Regions from separate parts of the Drosophila melanogaster genome. Here regions 1 and 3 are each linked to region 2. The links are chromatin contacts, called in public Hi-C maps. All regions are on one chromosome and are shown on one strand. The core of a region is the stretch at or near the end of the contact, and the rest is flanking DNA. Distances in the headings are between cores, read along the strand shown.

What was found. A called contact is a pair of places that touch in the nucleus more often than the background predicts.
Region 1: a contact with region 2 is called in a Hi-C map of the Kc167 cell line, with 6 times the contacts expected there. A contact is called at or near these places in 4 of 107 Hi-C or Micro-C datasets (the Clone 8 cell line, the Kc167 cell line, embryo and 1 more) and 1 of 7 datasets of targeted methods (the Kc167 cell line).
Region 3: a Hi-C map of the Kc167 cell line shows a contact between it and region 2, with 3 times the contacts expected there. A contact is called at or near these places in 76 of 107 Hi-C or Micro-C datasets (the Clone 8 cell line, the D17-c3 cell line, the Kc167 cell line and 27 more) and 5 of 7 datasets of targeted methods (the Kc167 cell line and the S2 cell line).

Annotation. Positions count from the first base shown.
Region 1 is chr3L:18,001,895-18,004,594 of dm6, reverse strand. The region is part of intron 3 of Eip75B (Ecdysone-induced protein 75B); the gene reads left to right. Among named protein-coding and RNA genes, the nearest start is that of lncRNA:CR45921, 21 kb to the right of the region's middle.
Region 2 is chr3L:18,063,264-18,065,963 of dm6, reverse strand. Eip75B (Ecdysone-induced protein 75B) reads left to right here and starts at 1,268. Exons shown (of 8, transcript NM_001259893.2): 1 at 1,268-1,453.
Region 3 is chr3L:18,028,297-18,030,996 of dm6, reverse strand. All of the region lies in intron 3 of Eip75B (Ecdysone-induced protein 75B), which reads left to right. Among named protein-coding and RNA genes, the nearest start is that of lncRNA:CR45922, 8.6 kb to the left of the region's middle.

The DNA.
Region 1 (2,700 bases), core at 10-2,509, 61 kb after region 2:
ACGAGTTCAAGTACAATCCCAGAACCAGAAAAGAACCGAGAGGGAGTGAAAAACGTATACAGGATTTAATGGGGAAATGGAAAATGCTGTGGAGCATCAAGCCGTGGAGCATTTTCTGGAAATTTCCTTGACGCGGCAAACAGGAAACCCACTGATCAGGCTAAATGGAAAATTCGAGTTAGTGCTGGTTAATGTGTATTAAAAACACACGTTTTAATTTCATTTATTTTAAATTTAAAGAAGATTTAAAGAAATGGTTAAAGATTGTTTAAAGAATTGTATAAATTACAACATTTGACCTCTCGACCTTCTCCTTAGCCTTTGTGAACTTTTCATAGTCCATGGAAATTTTTGCAAGTCTAAACACATATCGGTTCTTTGATAATTTTTGGCACTTGGCTCTAATTGTTTATGCAGCAAACAAAAACTAATAACTATTTATGGGCTCGTGCAAACAAGAGGAAGTGGTGGCGAAATGGAGGAAAGCAGTTCAACAAACTGAGACCAGGCCATGGTCAAGATGTGGCTGTATTATTTAGAATTTTTGCAGTTCCTAACAGGCGATAAAAACAACACCACAAACGCATGAGCAAAAATTCTGACGACCTTGGCTAATAAAAAGCGTGGGCAGGGAAAGCTTTGCATAGATTATGTAACTGTACCCGAACTATCAGTTGTCGTGGACCTTGAAAACCCTTATCGAATCTTAACCTTTTGCAAAAACTACGAAAATACAGCGAGTCCGGAATAAATAGAAATCAACTGCTGATAAGCACACCTGTACACCCGCTACCCCTTTTCCGCCCACACACTGTGACTTGTTCTATTAGCTATTTTTATCAGAAACAAGAGGACCAACAAATATGGGAATGAGAGAAAAAGCATTTTTAATATGGAATATACATACCCTTATATTGTTATTAAAAAGAATAAGTATTTCCATATTCTTTTACATAAGTAAGTTCGAAATCAATTTAAAAACTTCTAAGAATTATGATTTTTGTAAAAATCGAAGTAGGATTGGCCTCGTACATATATACATACATATAAGCTAAATATTAAATATTAAAAATAAATAAACATTCTTCTTAATTTAGAAAACAATCATATATAACATGGTACCCTCATTAAAAAGGGTATTCGAAAAAGTGACGCGGAGGAACAAAGCGCTCAGAGGGAGACGGAGATAGACAGTGGAAAAGAGACGGGCATATAGGAACAAAGATAAGAGAACTCTGGGCCGAGGAATTTGTGCTGCTGACCTTCATTTCGGTTTCGACGCTGATAACAAAGACTCACCGATAAGAGACTAACTGTCACTGCTTTCCCATTAGTGTGTGTGTGTGAGGGTTTATTATTATTATTATTATTATTTAAGTTTGCTGGCTGGTTACGTCGATAAGGCGCATGTGGTTCCACTGTACGCGTAGTTCTCACACACACGCCCGATTAGTGGCCATTATGACATAGGCTTTGCCCCAAAACTATTATGTCTTACGGCTTTTATCAGTTTTACACGTGGGTGATGAACTTCAGGGGGTAGTACTGTACTTACAGGTGTTATTGGGACTTACCTGGTAATCGAAGGCATTTCCAGACGGGAAACTGTCTGAGAAAGCGAAAGAATAGTGAAATATTACGTGAACTGTGCGATTAGATTTTGTATTATTGCACGATATTTGTGAAGAACCTTGATAGGAATGTATAAACTGAACCAACAAGTGCATATCTAGACATATAAACTACTTAAATTGTATAAGTTTAAATGACAAATCTAATTTGAATTATTCAGATACTCTTGCCAAGGTGTGTAGAGTTCACATCATTTATCAAATCTGATATTTTTGCCAGCCTAATTTTATCGCCGATTTTAATAGCGATAGGGTCCCTTGTCTTCACTGGGGGCAACCTTCAGAATACATATCATGCATATGTACATTCGGATCGTTCTTGTACCCATCGCCCCTTCGCCATGACATCATGAACCAGCCCAAAAATTATGCGTAATCAACGACACAATCCTACCAGAACAACCAAAAGTGCCGGAAAAAAGAAGGCACGCAAAAAAATTAAATTGCTCGAGTACGAAAAATCACTATAAAAAAAATTCGGCACAGCTAAAACGAGAAAAAAAAACAAAGAAAAAACAACACAGGCGGAATACACACATTTTCAATGCGTAAGCCGCAAAATGGTTGGCCTTCAAATTGACCGAGTTCATGAACGCGGACGGGCGGACGGATAGACCGGCGGGCTCACGCACCTTCTCATTGTGCGTTAATTATATAGATACAGATACTCAAACACATAGATAAACCAAAGAGCGATAGACGAACAGACAGACAGAATGGGGAGTTACGCAATGTGAAACTGGTTTCGGAGTTCTAAAATCTACTTGCCCAAATTGTTAACAACTAATACGGGGAAGTTTCTTTTTATTTATTTTATTTTATTTTTTTTTTTTCTTATCGTATTTACCTTACCCCTGCGATGGCAAGCTTGATTTTTTTTTTTGGCAAATTAAATCCAGCGACAAAATGCACAAGGAAAAATTTATAAAAGAGTCGTTCAACTTGATCAGTGGAGTAGCACGGAAGCCTTCAACCGCTCGCCAACCGATTAACAGTTGTCAATGATTATACCACAATAAAATAAGTAAAATAATATAAATTTGATGCCACACACTGATCCATTTCTCTG
Region 2 (2,700 bases), core at 19-2,518:
AGTGCAACCCCCGATGCTGGCTAAAATCGAAGCTCATAAAGGAAGTATCTCTGCCTGGGACCGACCTTACCAAACAAAAAGTAGCCCATCGAGTGTCTAGGAAACCGCTTGTCCTCTTACTCCTTTCTCGCCTTTTCTGCTTCGCGGCCCTTTGATACCCACTCGCTTTCCACACCCCAAGTCCAAGAGTCTGAAGTTTGCTTTCATTTCGTTGCCCGAGGGGTTGCAACTCCAGACAGACAGGGACCGACAACCAGGATCAGAAAACCCGAGAAATCCACCCACTCGCCGACTTTTTGCAATTATTTTTAATTTCTGTGCTACGACAACTCCCGGAATGCCAAAACTTTGCAACCCCAAAAGAAGCACGCAAAAGGGGCAAGTCACTCCAGGCGGGAACCACGATATGTACTACTGTACACGTCAGAAACATGGAAATAAGCTTGGAAAGCCCGGTACAGGGCAACTTGAAATGTTGCGATATCGAGATCATTAATTTGGCCTGTCTAGTTGGATAATGATTATTTTATTATTTCTTTTTATTGATAGTTCATCATTTAATGAGTTCCTAAAAATTTTAATATAGGTTGGTAGGGATTTTTATTTTTTTCCAAGCTAGTAGTAAAATATATTTGGGTTATTAAAGGATGAAATCAACACACACCTTCCATATGTTCCACATGAAAACATCAGCAAATTTCTAAAAAATTCTTTCTAATTTAGCTAAACCAAAAAAAAATTAACATAATGCTCTAAAGAACTTGTTTAGTTGTTTAATTGTTTAAATAATTTTTCAAGTTTCAAGATTTCAGATTTCTTAAACTGAAAAATTAGCATGATTTCGATTTCTTTCTAGCGGGCATCCACTGTGGCGACGTACACGTCCGCGCCTGAGTTCCATGTTCGGCGTCCATTGCACCCCCAATCTGCTTTGTACATTGACTTCTCTGCTCCGCTTTGTTCTCTGCATTCGCTGCAGGTTCTGGCTCTGTCGGCCTTCCGCTCTGCTCTTTCTCTCTATCACTCTCTGTAATGGTGATGGTGCTCTCCCTTTTCTCTCTCTGTAGCCACTGTGCATTCCCATACCACGACCTACCTTACCCACACCCACAGTGCGCTGCCGCTGCACAACTCCCGCCCAGGCAGCGCAGTCGGCGTCGACGGCGACAGCGCAGTTCGTTTTCATATTGAAAGTAGAATTTTTCACTTTTGCGAAAATTTGCAGTCCAGTCTCGGTCTGGTCTCAGTCATTTTGAATACGTCATGTGGAACGCACCGTCACCGTCGCGTTCCGTCCTCTGTCGCGCTTTTCCTCTTCTGCGCAATCGTCTTACCAATCGGCGGTTAACTTTCGTTTGTTAGCACCAGAATTCGATCGGGACAAATAGCAATCCTCTGAATGCAGATACAAAAAGTATCTGCGTGATGCGTCCGAATAAGTGGTGAACTCTTTGTACGTGAATTGGATTAAGGCAGAGTTGTGTGAGTTTTGTGTGCCAATTCGATGCTATATAAATATCACAAGTAACAAGGGAAGCACAAGGACAGTCTTTTCAATCACAATCAGAATAGTGCAAACAATTGCCAAAGTTTAAAATTTTAAGCTGTGACAATATTAAATACAGAAATATCTATAAAAAAATATGGTGTAACATATTATTGTGTGCAAGTTAACACTCGTCGTCATTGAAAATAATTCAACTAACAGAAATCCTTTATATATAGGATTTGTGAAACTGATCTATCTTTAAATAGAAAACTTATGCTTAAACTCATGAACCATTCAACAAAATTCACTTAACTGCGCATAACTGAACGATGTTAAGCATATACATATGTATAAGCATTATGTGACTCATGAAAGCATAAAAAACGGTCAAATAATATCAAGAACGAAAAATGTGCATAGAAATGCTCTCAAATTGTTTTAAAATAATAAACGAAGCAAAAAGTAAAAATATAAAATTTGAAATAGTTGAACAAAGGTTTGCGAAGTACTTAACAGTTCATACAATCGAAAGCCTAAAAGTTAAAAGTAAATTAAAAGCAGGTTGCTAAACTAAACAGAACAATACGAAAACCGACAAACATAAGATAGAAAAGTGATCATTTTATATTGCACAAAACCATGTATAAGGGTCGCATGACCTTTAACTCTCGGATATCAGGCGTAACTAAGTCCTCAATTAGATGGTTAAATTTATTGACCAAAAAAAACGAACTCGAAAGCACTTATCCTTCCTGCTGAATAAGCTCCTTTTTTGGACCCATTCCCCGGCTGTCTGACTCATTCCACTCGGATGAAACTCCGTCTGGAGTTGCAACCCTCATTAGAGGCGAGCCACACCCCCTGCAAACAGAACGCAGCCCCACCACCCAACGCCCCCTGGCAACTCCGCTGAAATGCAGAGACCCCAAGAAAACAGAGGAGGAAAGCTAACAGGGGATCTGCAGCCCGTTAACAGAGCGCTGCTTGCTCAACTGTAGACGCCCTGTTAGACTCGCCTTGGTGTGGGTGAACTTGAACACACATACACTCACGTGCTCTATTTCTCTCGGCGCTCTCTTTTTATTTGCACTGCTCTCTTGCTCGATTTATTCTATTTCAAGTTCTTATTTTGCAATGCAAGTGTGTGCGATGTCGTTCAGTGTTAAGGTCAATACATTGCCGCCTCGTGCTGTGGTGTGCGTTTTTGATTG
Region 3 (2,700 bases), core at 72-2,571, 35 kb after region 2:
CCTTGACTTTTTTATTGATTTGTTTAGTTCACAGATTTGATTGATATTAGATCTTGGTATGCTGGTATCCTTGTGTGCGATATTTCCTGATTAAATTTAATGCCGCTCTCAACTTTCCAGTTTCTGTAAACATCCCATCTCGCTCGCACAGTTGTGACCTAATGACCTAGCTGTGTACAAGCTTTTGTCGGCCTACTTTGCAAATGGAAGATACATAAGCTCCCCCACTCTTTAGTCACCTACAACTTTCCACCCAACGACCACATTACACTTAAATTTTAAGGTGTCACATATGTTTTAGCTTATTGAAAACCAACAATATGACGCCCTTTTTTCGGATGAACCCTCTGTGTTTATTAACTTCTTAAGTGTATTGGTATTTGTAAGGAACTTGTTTATTTTTCGCTGGCTCACCTAATGCGCATTAACTGCCGAAAAATACACACGAAAATAAGGAATATCATATTCGTATGTGTGCAAATGTTTGTGGACTGCCTCAATACTTCCTCGCAAAGCTTTTCCGCATAATTTTCCCGCTTCCTTTTTGTAGAGCTTTCCCAATAAACACGGCAACAAATGTCGCACGCGCTGCGCCAACAACAAAAGCAACCACACTCGTGGAAACTGCTGATTAAATATACACATAATATGAGAACACTGGCGTTAAAAATGTGCACACACCGATATACATAAAGCAAACCAAAATTTTTACAGTAGATGCTCTAGAACCAGAAAATAAAAAACACGCCATTCATCAAATATAGTATTACTTTGTAAAAGAATTTACATAGCAACCTGAATTTCAAATAAATGCAAAAGTTCAAAGATCTCTAAGGGATATATTTTAAGCACATTATTAATAAAGTTAAAGTTTAAAATCTTTTTTAATTTAAACTGAATATCACGCTTAGATTCATTGGCTTAATATAATTTCTTAAAACGTAATTGATACGCATCTGTCTTCGATTCGATTTTATTATTAATCAATTTATTATTCGATTTTGAATTGATTTAACAAGAAATCATATCAAAATTTTTTCTAGTCATTCACTGTATATACCAGAATATTTATCAATTTACAAACATAGTGTATACATAAATATGAAAGAAACAGACGCAGAGAAAAACAGCCGAAAAGCCCACCCGCAGTCGACGTCGACGTCAGCGTCGCTGTTGTGTGTGTTGCTTTTGTTGTTTGCCGAGTAAATAGGTGAACGACCGTCGATAATACGCGACCTTCAAAATAATCTGGGCCAAGTGCTGTCCCAGTGCGCGGTGGTACACATGTATGTGTGCCTGTGTGTATCTGTGTGAGCGTTTGTATCTGAGAGTGCCGTACACTCACGCACTCTCTCTCACACTCTCGCCCACATCCACCCCCTTAGCTCATATTCTTTGCTCTTTCTCTCTTTGTGTTTTTACGAGTGTGAACAACTTTTGTCGCCCGCTTTTGTTGTCTGCTGCTTGGAGAATCGAAACTATATTTATGCGTTTCCTATCACAGTTATTACAATGAATAGCAGCCCATATATTAGCTTAAATCACAGTTATTTTTACGATGTGGATGCATTGTTTAAAGTATTTACAGAATTACATTGGTAGGAATTTGAGTTAAAAATTCTATTTTAAAGATTGTTAAATCTATAAAAAAATTAATTTGCAAATGGTATATGTTATGTTATTATATATATGGTATTATATTTAAAAATGTATTTTTCTGTTCTTATTATTTATTTAATAAACACTATCATAGCTTATATAGTACATTATTGAATTTATTGCAATATATCACAAATCCTGATAAGCAAAGAAGAACGGTTAGCTTTTTAGTCACCTCAAAGCTTTTCTGAGCTTTTCACGCACTTTTGTGACGTTTTGAAGGGCCAAAGTCGTTGCACTTTATCCAGGACAATGACATGACACACACACACACACACAAGCGAAGCAGCACAAAATCCTTACACACATTTTGAAAGCACCGTCGGCTGACCATTTGTAAAGCCATTTGAATTGCATTGCAGGTATTTTCGGTTTTAATTAAAATTTTAAAATTGTCTTTCCTTCGTTTTTTGTCTTTGTCATCGTTTAGTGGGTGCCGAGGGCTGGGCAAGGGGATTTTAGGTGATAAAACGGTGGGTCACCATTTATCGGCGCCTTCTGTCCCATTTGCATGAAGTCGTATTGCTTTGGGGGTGAGCACAGTTCATGTCCTTGGACGAATTTCCCCGAGAGTTGAATAGACACTGAAGGTTATGCGCTCTATAAATGTATATGCATGACTAAGTGAGTTTCGTGAGAGGTTGAATGCATGGGAAACTACGTCAGCGGATCAAGCGACTTATGTGTGGTTGCGGTTAACTTTTTGAGTCCGGACAAGGAAAGTTCTGAATGAAGGCAATTGTCCTGTCATAAATTCAGTGTATGATTTTGCACTCCTAATAATATATGATCACTTGAAATCATAACACTTACATGTTGCCTTTTCAAAGTCTCCTAAACTAATTGGGCAAGCATAAACTTTTATATTTCATTAAAAGTTTCAATTTTCCTGCTTTGCATTGCACGGCTTGCAACCTTCCATTCTCTAACAAAAGTGCGTTTCTCCATTAAGTTGAGCCCCTTCTCCTCACAATTCTCAGTTCTCAACGGTGTTGGCCTAATCGAATCAGCAGCAAATTGCTGGTGGGTTAAGTGCTTTTT